Regions from separate parts of the Mus musculus genome. Here region 1 is linked to region 2. A link is a contact called in public promoter capture Hi-C data. All regions are on one chromosome and are shown on one strand. Each heading gives the region's core, a stretch centred on a gene start, on an enhancer-like site or on the middle of the called end of the contact. The rest is flanking DNA. Distances are from core to core; before and after follow the strand shown.

Region 1 (6,325 bases), core at 1,059-3,558, 1.0 Mb before region 2:
ATATACCTTCATATAATCCTAACAAAGTGCACAAAAATCACAGAAGTCAGAAATATGTTTTGATTACAAGCAGAATGTAAAGAACAGTGGCAAAAGTAACTGAGTTTGACCATTAGTCAAAGAAATGCTTGTTCTCTATCAATTATGATGTTCTTAGCAACCTTGAAATATACAAGGATAAGATGCTGGTGGGTTGGTTTCCTTAAACACCAGAAACTAAAATGCATAATGGACTTTGAATAAATATATTTTGAACTTGGTGAATTCTAGAAAATAAATGCACACTGGTGGTTAATAAATACCTTAACTGAGCCATAAATCTAAAAGGCTGACAAAATACCTGACCAAATCATGACAAATAAGATGCTTAAGGAGCAACTCTGTTTATCAGTTTTAAAACATCCTTTATAGATAGTGCAATACCAGTAACATTATCAACATCCCCCTCACCAAATTACAATTCTAAAGCAGAGCAGGACTTCTGGGGTGAACAGGCTCATAAGGAACTTACCTCTGCTTGGAGGACATACATGGTATTCAAAATTTTCAAAGCTATTTAAATGGTTTGACTAAGTTCTTTATAAGTTTCAAACTATTCTAAAGATGATGGATAAACTCACTGTCTTCTCAAAATCTTAGATTTACTTTCAAGAGCTCATTTTAACATTCCTCCCATTAAATACAGAAAGCCACAAACAGATTAGAATAATACCCATCATTACAAATAGGTTATTTAATGGTAAGGGGGGGCAAAAAAGATAAAATTGTCATTACATTTGGAATAAAGAACATTTCCAAACAATTAGAAAAAAAAATCAAGGTTATGCCAATGAAATAACACTATAAAACAACTGCTTATACACAAGTACATCTTACAATATTCTTCCCTCAAATTGAAAATAATACTGTCCCTGGAAAAATTTAAATTGCAACAACTGATGCTCTCTAAGGAAACAAGCATCTCCAATAGTTGAAAATCATGCATCATAAGCTATCTCCCCTGCCTTGGTTTCCCCTTAGCAACCAATTTTTAAAAGGCATCCTAAAGTCATACTAATGGCATCCTAAAGTCATACTAATGGCAAGTCATAAAGCTTAATATTCTCATTCTTCAAAAACAGAATCAGATTTCAAATTATAACCATACTTTGTGATGAATGACAAGTGTTTAACAACCTTTTTTAAAACATCAATACCCTCAGATAGAAATCTGTAAGTAAATGTGAGCTGCCCACATACATACATGGCAGGACAAGTGGGGAAGGGAGAAATGGGTGATTACTAGTAAGCTTTTGAAGCCACATATATAGCTCAAGGCACTCCCCTCCCCCCTTAAAAATACAGTCGATAAAATTCTAATATCTTTTTCTCTGACTCTTGAAGTACAAGTACCATTCAGGTTTAAAAAAAAAAAAAGTCAATAAAGAAGAAGAACCTTTACAGAGCTGTTTCGAAGCAAATGGTCACTACATTCAAGTTTTACATGATTGCTGACCATCATCTCCTTTAATACATCTCCTTGCCTGAAGGCTCTCAGGGGAAATTAGTCCTAGCCTTCCTGTCCAGCTTTATGAAGGAGTCATCCCCTCTGGAGGGCTAAACGTGTCAGGATCCCCAAAACACATACCTGGCATCAGACCCACAAGGGGCTCCAGGCCACAGGCACATTTTTCTAGATTGATATTCCCTACCAAAATCCAAGTTACTTCCCAAGTGCTTGTCTCAGCCCAAACCATTCAAAGTCATTCCTGACCCTTAGCCCTACCAATCTCCCACAAAGCCCCCAGGCTGCAGCCTGGCCCCACCTACCCTGGGGAGAATTGCAGAGGGCGCTGTCGGTGCTCCTGGGGAGGGGGCCTGTTGAGGGGAGCTGGGCCAGGGGCCGAATACCTCTAGCAAGATGAGCCAGTGAAGAGGGTCCGAATAAGTGTGAAGGTCAGCAGCGAGTGCTAGCAGCGGAGATGGCCCACAGAGAACACTAATTTAGACACAGCAGCCTTGGCATCTGGGGTAAAGCTTCCAGGGGTGTGAGGCAGGAGTGTTGGGACAAACTGAGGCGGGACGCTGGCGCGGCAGTAAGGGGGCGTTCCCAGCGCAGGACTTGCCCCTAAGGCTCCCCTGCCCTGCAGACAGCCATCAGGACTCCAACATCAGGACTCCATCTCCACTTCCCAAGGGGGACCAGGGCCACCAAGCACCTCGGGTCTTCTCCGCCCGAGCAAAAGCACTTCTGTCATGCTAGCTCAGGGAGCAGGCACCAGACTTCACATTGCAGCCGCCATTTTTGAGAAGCCGCGCGCAGAGCCGCGCATGCCCCACAACCGACACAGCCACTCCACCCTCCCACAGCAGGCTGTGTGCCCGTGGTTGCTGCAAACACGCCCTAAGACTGCTGCCGCGGGTGGAGCTTGAGCCCAGGACCCAGCAACCTGCATGAACGAGTTTGAGCAGTGGCCATCGTGGAGAAGTGGTGATGCTAAAAAGCCTTTGGCAGTTTTCCCTTATACTTCAGGATCAGAAATCCTAGCAACAGGCTAAGTACCCAAGACCCCTGGGGTCTAGCATCAAGTTCCATGCTGGGTACTCACTGCCATTAGACTTTTAGATCCCTGGCTAACTCCTATTTTGGCCACTTACCCCCCCCCCAAAAAAAATAAATAGTTCCACAAGAAACCAAGTCAAAGGAGCAAGGAAAACTCAGCTCCTACTATGGAACTGGAGCTGTGCCTTCCAGCTCCTTCAGCTTAAATCCTCTTCACCATGGGTTTTAGGCACCAATGCCCTGCCAGTCCCACTTTCTGGATTCTATTGTTCTTAATTTATGCTTAATCTTAAAGACATGAGATTAGCCTAGTGACAAATCCCGTTTGCTCACATTTGATGGATCCCAGAAGGGTTGAATACATAGTTCAACTTGTGTTGAACTGCACGTGCTTTCTCACCTCAGAGAAACCTATAGCATGAGTGGAGATCACTCGGAAGAGAGGAAGAAAAAATTCCTTAAAATATAGCATCCAGCTGCACAAAATACATCACACAAAATGCCACAGAAAATATTCACCTCTAGTTCAGAGTTAAGAAACCAATTTCAAAGTTTTGCTTGAAAAATACACAATATGCTATGTTAGCCAAAAGTAAAAGTTAAGTCTCCTCTCTATACCTCTATCCAAAACTGAGTGTAGGTTTTCTATCTTTTACCTTAATGTATAATGGACTAAACTAAAAGCATATATCCACAGCAACAAAGAGTATATGCATTTCCTCCAATGTAAAATAATTTTCATATGCAACTTTTACAGTAAGAAATAAATGCCACTCCTTCAAGAATGTTAGCATTGTATATAATAGGCATTGCTAGAAGATAGTTTTAGGAGAAAAAGGGAGAGCTTTTTTGTCTCCCTAAGAGGCCAGTAGTGCCTAAGACAGTAAAATAGAATGTAGTCCCATATATCCATTCTTTTGAAACTGAACAGGCCTAACACCTAGAGATCTCCAGAATGATGTGATATTAAATTCTTTCTCTCTTCCTACTAATTAGGAAACTCTCTCCCTGAAAATAATACAGTATTCTCTTGGTGTAAGTTAGCTGCTAACTTGGGACATACAGTGCCTATTTCTACATGCAAACTCACATATTCTTGATTTCTGTAATGTACCTAGTTCAAGAAAGATCTAAACATGGTGAACTTACTACTGGTGATTTGCTTCACAATTTGAAAATCACTTGATAAATACAAATAAACAGATAAACACAAAAACTTGATAAACTTAATAAATACAAATATAAACAGATTAACAGATAACCTAAGAGTTGTCATCTGAGTTTCAGAAGAGCACAGTAGCATACTCACCCTTATAAGGAGATATAAAATTTTCTTTCCTGTAACTCATACTATAAAGACAATATACCATTGAGACTTCCAGGGAGAACACAGAGTCTTTACGACATGAGGATGCCGATTTTGAAACTGAAGAACTGAAAAACTACCATCATGAGCCTGAAATGATTCTATAATATTTTTCCCTCAACACTGTATCGTGCCATGAGATCTAAATGTGGCTTCTATTCTAATAGAACTAGCAACATGTGGATATTTAATATTAAATTTAATTGGGTTGAAAGTTAGTTCAGTAGTAGAGCATTTGCTTACCATGTAGGAGACTCTAGGTTCAAACACTGGTACCAAACACACACACACACACACACACAAATATAACTAAAATTTCAGCAACAAGATCCAGAAACTTCTATTGCTCCCACCTGGTCTCTGTGCCTAATTCTCATTAAGCCTATGATGTCAAAGGCCACTGCAGAAGAAAAATCAGGGTTAGGCCTAGGCTGAACCTAAGGTTTAGCACTCTTTTGTCTCTCTTTTTTTGTTTGTTTTTGTTTTTTTGTTTGTTTTTCGAGACAGGGTTTCTCTGTATAGCCCTGGCTGTCCTGGAACTCACTTTGTAGACCAGGCTGGCCTCAAACTCAGAAATCTGCCTGCCTCTGCCTAAGTGCTAGGATCAAAAGCATGCATCTCTTTTGTCTGTATTACCTGAAGAAATGATTAGTGGATAAAGTCAAGTAAGAATACAATGCATGCATCCATCTTTCCATCTTCTTTGACAAAGATTTATAGCATATATTTTCCAAGCATAGGAAAACTGGGAAGGTTACTACAAAAAGAGACAGAAACTAAGGAAGGGCAAATATGATGTATTTACTTGGTTTTGGACAAAGGCACCACAAAACTATACCATAGCAACAAACAGAAAAGTAAATAATTTAGTGACACATGGCTTAAAATATGCTTTCAGAATGTTAACATCCAACAAAAAAGAGAAAAACAAGAAAGAAAAAAAAACTCTTCAAACTGAAGTAATATAGTAAGTAGAAAAAAAAACTCTTCAAACTGAAGTAATATAGTAAGTAGAAAAAAAAACTGGAGCTAAAATGAAAAACTCTCTTCTCTTGAAAGACTATGAGGTCAGAGCTCTCCAGTAAGTCAAGACTAATGAACAAAATAAGTGAAAACCCAGTAGTGGTAGGACTATTGAACTTCAACATGAGGTGATTCAAGATAAACCCAAATTAAGACAACCACATATCTCAGTGATGAGAACTTACTTATTAAAACTGTTGATTATATAAATAGCATCAAAATTTTTTCAAAACTTAAGAGTATAAATTTAGAATAAAGATTGTGTTTGCTACTCAAGCATAAGAACACTCAATGCCAAATAGTTCTGCAGTATAAAGCAGTTCATAAGAAACTTTAAAATTATTTTAAAAAATATCATGTTTCCATTATTATTTTAGCATAGTGTAAGCTGAATAACTCTACCTTGAAACCAACCATCTGAAATGTTCCAGTATCTAAAACCAGTGCCAAAGTGTTGCTTCAAGAAAAAAGCACATCGTGAAAACCTGTTTCATGCACATTATTAAAAATATTGTATAAAATACTGTACTATATATAATATATAGCAGTGAATTTCACATATAGACCTGAAACCCTAAATATCTACATGTTTATCATAAAACTTCTAAATAAAAAAAAAACCCCTTCTATTCTTAAGTACTATGGATAAAGAATATTCAAACTGTAGAAACCCAGATTTCATTAGTATTAATTACTCATGAAATGACTAATTCAGTAAAGTAAGAAAACTTAATAAAATCAAAGTAACGTTATTATTGTCCCAAAAAAGATAAGTATCAAAATAAATTGATATCAGTGCAAAAAACTTGACTAACTACCCTATTTATTTCCATGAAGACATGTGAAATAAATGTAATCATTAAAAAACTATTCAGTTGATACTAGTCTCATTTCAAATTCTCTATAGCTAAATAAAGTTAGTACCTATTAAAATGGAGAAAGAAAAGCATTGTCTTTCATACTAGATAAAATTATTCCCAATCATTACTATTTGAAGACTAGACCATCATGATTTACTAGCAAGAAGCTGGCTCTTGCAAAGACAGAATCTCAGACTCGAGATTAAACTTAATGAGAATTTCATTTTTCAAAGTTGCAAAAAGTTGGGGGAGGATTATGAATGCTGGAGAAGCACTGATCCAAATCACTCCTAATGTTAGCTTATATGCAGCAACTATCTATCAAAGAGAATGGAGAGTGTATATGAACAAAAATTGCAATCACAGCACTATGAAGAAAGAGACAGGAGAAAAATTCAAGTACAAGCCAACCTGCAAGAACAACATCTAGACCTTTCAGGGTTACAGGACTATACTGTCATGAACAACAACAAAAAACTAAGAAGTTCTTTGTTCCAAGATGGTACTTAGTCTACACATATAACCCCAGCACTG
Region 2 (6,730 bases), core at 3,499-5,998:
ACAACCTGCTGAGAACCTTTAGTGTTGCTCTTTGTTTCTAAGACTTCCTAAGGGATATAGTTAAGACCACTCAACTTTGATTTCTTGGAGTTTGTGTTTATGACTCTTCCTTTACACTGACAATCCTAGTTTCTAATGGCAGTTTTTAAGACAGGATCTCACATTGCTTAGATTCACTATTGTCACTAGCTGAGGATGAGCTTAAATGTCTTCTCAGCATCCTGCCTCCAACTTCTAAGTCCTGGAATTATAGACTTGAACCATCATGATGGTTTTATATATTTCTGAGAATTGAACCCAGGGCTTCTTGTATCATAGGCAATCTCTGTACTACCAATGAATTATATTCCTAGCTCCCAATGACATTAAAGTAATTTTATTCACTGTGTGTGCATGTGCGTGTGTGTGTGTGTTTGTGTGTGTGTGTGTGTGTGTGCGCGCGCGCGCGTGCGTATTTGAGTGCTTGTCAGTATGTAGCTTCCTATAATAACAGTGATGGGCCTGGGGTGGCCTTAGATTCAATCACCAGCCCCAATAATAAAATGATTGGATGCCACCCCTAGGCAAAGAACTACCGACAACTAATGGCTTCTTAGTTGGTTATCTAATACAAAGTGGTCATCCAAAAATCATACACAAAACCATATTAAATGATTAAATCATGCTATATTTCTATTTTTGCATGTATTTAACAATAATAATTAAAAAACGAGGCCATTAGTTGGAGAGAGGAGACATGAGAAAGGTTGGGAGAGACAGACAAGGAGGAGGGAAATGATCAAAGTATGTTTTAATGTATGAAGTTTACAATAAAACCATAATTACTAGTCTACATAGAGTTCCAGGATAGTTAGGGCTACACAGTCAGGCCCTGTGTCAATAACAATAACAACAATTATTTTCCCCCCGAGGATATATCCCACTAAGGAGGCATAGCCACTTTCCACTGGTATTAAGTAACTTGAAGTCTTTCTCTGTAGGCTATGCCAGCAACTTGATATAAGATTATGTTGGGGGGCTGGAGAGATGGCTCAGAGGTTAAGAACACTGCTCTTCCAGAGGTTCTGAGTTCAATTCCCAGCAACCACATGGTGGCTCACCATCTTCTATAATGAGATCTGATGCCCTCTTCTGACCTGCAGACAGAATGCTGTATACATAATAAATAAACAAGTCTTAAAAAACATTATGTTGCCGGGGCGTGGTGGCGCACACCTTTTAATCCCAGCACTCGGGAGGCAGAGGCAGGCAGATTTCTGAGTTCAAGGCCAGCCTGGTCTACAAAGTGAGTTCCAGGACAGCCAGAGCTATACAGAGAAACCCTGTCTCGAAAAACCAAAAAAACAAAAACAAAAAACAAAAACCAACAACAACAAAAAAAACAAAAAACAAAAAAACCAACCCCCCCAAAAAAAACCCCAAAAAACCCCATTCTGTTGATTTGTTGCATTTTATTGTATGCTATGGCTATGCAAAACCTCAGCACAGTTCTGATATAATAGATGCCTATAGACATAACCCTTCCACCAGCACAGTGCCAGCACATCCAAGACAGTCCCGACAGCTGACATTTAGTTGTGGTTGTTGTTTTCTCCTGGGGGACAGGTAGCAGGGAGGAAACCAAAAGCATGTTAAGGACTATGGAGCACAGAATAAGTTGTGAGAGAAAGTTTCTTGTTGACATGGATATAGCCATGTACAGGAGCCCTGTGCCTCAGACCCATGCATGGGGCAAACCCTTCCCTAGATGAGGCTCAGAGAGGATGGCAAAGCTTTTCTCTGGTGGAAATACAAATGTTGACCGTTGTCGACCACAGCTTCCTCCTGGATGACCATAGCCTAAGACTGCTCCCCCAAGAGACCTCCCAAGATTAGTTAAACCTGTATCCTTATTCACCTGGATGCCATAAGACCTACTCCTTATTCTTCTATGTACATCACACTTACTGTCTTGATTCAGATGTATAAAATAAACATACCAAGAGTCCAGGTTGTAGCTGCAGTTGGTGACTGACCTACATCATTGAGAACAACCAACAGGATTCCAGCTTTTCTGTGTTTGCCCTGCCTTCATTCCCTCCGCACCCCAGTTAGGCCAATCCCTGAAGCTGTGCAGAGCATGGCAAAGGACCATGACTTGCCTAAAGTTCAGCTTGCTCAAGAACTTTCAGGAGATATGCAAAGGAAAAGTCAAAAGCCAAAATGTATAGTAGCTCTAAATGTCCAGAGAAACCCACCATAACCTGGGGATTGCCTTGGGAGGGATTAGAAAAGAAAGACCTTCATTTCCAATTTCTTCCAAGGTAAAGGAGCCTTCTTTTCTCAAGATTTTCTCTTCCTTGGGTTTCTGCTTTGGGCAACCCTTTCTTCATCTCTCTGACCTCCCTTATATTGACCAGCCCCCTTTGTGTATTTGTGTATGTTTTAGCACATAAAGTATCGTTGTAGGGCATAGATAACCACCAGTTACAATTTGTCCTCATTTGCTACAGAGTCACAAAGTATCTCTCGCTTTCTCCCCCCCCCCCACACACACAGGGTTTCTCTGTATAGCCCTGACTGTCCTGGAACTCACTTTGTAGACCAGGCTGGCCTCAAACTCAGAAATCCACCTGCCTCTGCCTCTTGAGTGCTGGGATTAAAGGCCTGCACCACCATGCCTGGCTAGATATTTTCTTTATTTACATTTCAAATGTTATCCCCTTTCCTGGTTTCCCCTCTGAAAACCCCCTCCCCCCTCCCCCCTCCCCCTGCTCACCAACCTACCCACTCCTGCTTCCTGGCCCTAGTATTCCCCTGTACTGGGACATAGAATCTTCACAGGACCAAGGGCTTCTCCTCCCATTGATGACCAACTAGGCCATCCTCTGCTACATATGCAGCTGGAGCCATGGGTCCCTCCATGTGTTTTCTTTGGTTGGGAGCTCTGAGGGTACTGGTTAGTACATATTGTTATTTCTTTCAATTTCTGTACTTGTGTGCCTCTCTCTCTCTCTCTCTCTCTCTCTCTCTCTCTCTCTCTCTCTGTGTGTGTGTGTGTGTGTGTGTGTGTGTGTACATGAAAGGACAAATCACTTAAGCCCTCAGACTTGGTGGCAAGTGTTCTTACCTGTTGAGCCATCTTGAGCCTTGGCTTTGTAATTTTTTTTTTTAACAAAGAAAAGGTTGTAACGAAAATATTCTAGTTATGAAAACACTGGTTCCCTTGTTTCCCCAGGGCAGTTTCTTTAAGGCATTAACTTTTGTAATGATAAATTTCTTGTTGGAGGATATTTTGTAATAATGCAAAAGTCTTGTTTCTCATTTTTTCCTGCCATTCATTTTAGCTTCTATTGATAATTCCTGCCTGCAGTGGTGATGGTGTCTTTGTGAAGTGGTGATTCCCACCCACTCAATCTGTGTATATTTGTGTGTGCACATGCACGCGGAAGTCAAAGGTTAATTTCAGGTCAGTCTTCCTCAGTCACTCTTCAGCTAAACTTTTTGAGGCAGGGTCTCTTACTTATCCTGGCTATTACTTCAGTTAGATTGATGGACAAGCAAGCACCTGGGATCCTCGTGTCTCTGCCTCTCCGGCACCAGAATTCCAGGCAATGTTGCTCTTTTCTCTTATTCAGTTGCGTATTTGTGAAGGATCTGTGGCTCTTTCTTTCCCGTGAGTTATAATGCATCACTACAGCACTCATTTCATCCTTCATCCATGGAGATCATAAATGCAAATATTAGAGGACTTTTTATCCTGGGTTCCCAAGTGACCTCCTAGAAATGCTACCTGGCCAATCCATGCTGGACATTTGAATGGAAAAGTCAGCCTCTGTTTCTCTGACCCAGTGATAATGTGAAGCTGACCGATCCAGGCAACAGTTTGAACTTTGAGAAATCATCATCTGCACGTTTCCCGTGTTCTCATAAAGTCTCGTGTCCTAATCTTAATAGTGTTTGGGTAACAACAACACAGGAGATACAGGATTCTGCCTTTTCCCAAGCATAAAGGACAGACAAACTGCTTGTCTATAACTGAGTCCCCCATGAAAAGAAGCAAGCTAACAAAAAATCAAAGAATAAACGCTAAAGCTAAACTCTTGGATGTCTATGGTCAACGATTAATATTTGCTTTCATTTACTTATTTTGATTTTTTTTTTAGATAGCCTCGCTAAGTAGTCCAAGCTTGTCTTGAACTGAACAGACAGCCTGACCTCCAACTCTGGCTATCATCTGACTTCAGACTCCCTAAGGAAGGAATGACAGGCATGTGCCACCACACCCAGCAACATCCAGCATTTAACTGTTAAATCTCACCCAAGTCAACCAGGGCAACACTTTGCAAGGAATATGTGACCTTTTAAAGACAAATTAGTGGCAGGACCATTTCTAGAAACCAGATGATCTGTCTTTCTTGCCCTGGCACCATGGCTTCTCTGTGTAATGGAACAAGGCTGCCTGCCAAAGCTGTACCACAGGCCCGACTGGGCAAAGGGCAGGACCCGCTTTCACCACTTCTTCGCTGGTCTGTGGTACTCAGGGCAAAAGGAAGGAGAGGCCTCTTCCCCACGCCCCGGGGCCCCCCACTTTCCCACGCAGGCGCCCTGGGACACCGGCCTCTTCACCCTCCAGCCACAGCCCCACCTCATTTTTTAGTTAATTAATGGACGGCCACATGTTCCTCCTCAGAAGGGCGTAGCCATCGCCAGCAACCATTCTGGTTGGCCTGCAGACTAGCGCGGCGTGTGATGCCGTCGCGACTCCGTCACTGCGTTTTGGGCGTGGCTTCGGCTCCGGGCGCCTCAAGGAGACTTGGGGACGCCCGCACCACTCCTTTTGAGTGCCTGGGTGCCGCGGCCGCCGCGTGAGTCTGCTGCGCTCCATGAGGAAGATGCTTGCCGCTGTATCCCGCGTGTTGGCAGGCTCTGCGCAGAAGCCGGTGAGGTCGCCTGATCCCGGGAGGCCGGGGTGGGGCTGGAGCCGGCCTGAGGCGGGGCAGGAAGAGGGCGGACCGGGCCCCCCTGGAGCGCACGGCTGGGGGCTGGGGACGAGCTGCGGGACTTGGGTGGGCTTTCCGCGCAGTCCGTGTCGCCACTGGCCGGGGGAAGAGCGGCTTGAGAACGGGCCCGGTCCGCTGTGCTTCCCCCGATCGCCCCCAGCGGAGCTTCACGCCAGCTCCCCTGCAGCGCCCCACAACTGCTCGTCCCTTACGGGACACTGGGAGGCGGAGCTTGGGCTTGCTCCAGCCTCTCTGGACTCCGCTGACTTCCACTCTCCTTCATGTCATTGCTCTTGGCTATGAGGCCACGTAAGACGAAATAAAGAGCTCCCAGTCCCGGGAGTCAGGTTCCGTGCGCACTCCGACTTCTTCGTTTACTAGCCTTGGCACCAGGAACCATCAAGAAGCAGGATATGTAAAAACTCGTCTGAGGGCCTAGTTCTCTCATCTCCATAATGGAGATTCTGAGGACGCTACCTTCTGGGGGGGTGGTTATCTTGAGTTGGTCAGTGGCACGAATGCCAACCCTTCTGCCTGGCACCTGCCAAGGGCCGGTGTCCAGCTGCGTGAGCATTTGTGGATCACCTGTGTTCTGTTCTGAGGAAGGTTCAGGGAGGTCAGGTTCACGGAAAACAAACTTCCTCCACTCCCTGCTCCTCTGAACTTTTTCTTGGCAGTCAATTTTCGAGCAATCGAGCATAACCCAGAGGAAGCCGCCTTTACCCTTAAACACACAGAGGCTTAGAGTTCAAAGTAGCGAAAGAAAACAGCAATGGTTTTCGGAGAGTTGGGATTAGAGGTTAAGACTTATGGCCCGGCTTTAAGAGCTGTCTAATACCTAAGCTTTTAGCATTTTGACCTCTAGCCACACAGAGGTTGCCTTCTCTTGGTGTAACTGTCATCAGGCTTTGACTTGTAATTCTGGTTCTGTTGATTTCTTTAGGATTTGATGCAATTCTGCTCAGTGTGGGGAGGTTGTAGAAAGGTCGAAATGTCCTTCTCTAGGAATTGCATCAAGGAATGGAAAACCACCATTTGAATCTGAACCGGCAGCAAAGCACATTTCTACGACATAGCCAACATTTATTGAGCTCTTAGTATGTGTCCTGAATTCGGCCACGATCTTCACGCGTGTTAAAAGTGCATCATTGATTTTCAGTTTGTTTGAACAAGTTTCTTGTGTGCAGAAATTGTTAGTTGAAGGGAAATTTGTTTATAGCTTGGGGGCTGGGCATGAAATAAAATTGAAAACGAAAAGAAGCTTTGTTCTCAGTGGAAAGAAAAAATAAACAGCTCTGACTAGAATCAAAGTTTCTATAAGTTGCATTAGAGTCCGAAATCAATAAAAATCATACCTTCTGCTTTGAAGACATGTGCTCCTCTTTTGGAGTATAAGAGGGTACTAGGAAGCTGGGAACACTTTTAAATCTTCCTTCGACACTAGAAGCTAACCTTAGGTGTTGTATCGCTTTGTCTGACAGCCGTTTACCGTTTCCTTTAAATTCACCTTACAGCAGGGAAAAAGAAATAGATTCTAGAGTCGAATTCACCATAGGAAGTACCCAGTTTTTTTCTCACTTTTTGTTGTGGTGGAACATATCCAGAAAGTAGCTTTTTAACTTTTCTTTTCTTTTCTTTTCTTTTCTTTTCTTTTCTTTTCTTTCTTTCTTTTTTTGAGACAAAGTCTCACTATGTATCCCTGGCTGTCTTGGAACTCAGACCTCTTTGCTTTTCTACCTCCGGAGTGC

Evidence for each region. Promoter capture Hi-C pulls out the DNA fragments that hold promoters and counts their contacts.
Region 1: a contact with region 2 is called in a promoter capture Hi-C map of hippocampal neurons, with 3 times the contacts expected there. The contact joins the promoter of Scml2 here to the promoter of Pdha1 in region 2. A contact is called at or near these places in 3 of 39 promoter capture datasets (the 3T3-L1 cell line, hippocampal neurons and second pharyngeal arch cranial neural crest) and 1 of 115 datasets of contacts at active chromatin or transcription factors (astrocytes).

Annotation. Positions count from the first base shown.
Region 1 is chrX:161,158,733-161,165,057 of GRCm38.p6, reverse strand. Scml2 (Scm polycomb group protein like 2) reads right to left here and starts at 2,308. Exons shown (of 26, transcript NM_001290651.1): 1 at 1,810-2,308.
Region 2 is chrX:160,136,448-160,143,177 of GRCm38.p6, reverse strand. Pdha1 (pyruvate dehydrogenase E1 alpha 1) reads left to right here and starts at 4,748. Exons shown (of 11, transcript NM_008810.3): 1 at 4,748-4,922. The coding sequence starts at 4,866. Gm39547 (a long non-coding RNA gene) reads left to right here and starts at 4,931. Exons shown (of 2, transcript XR_878293.1): 1 at 4,931-5,397.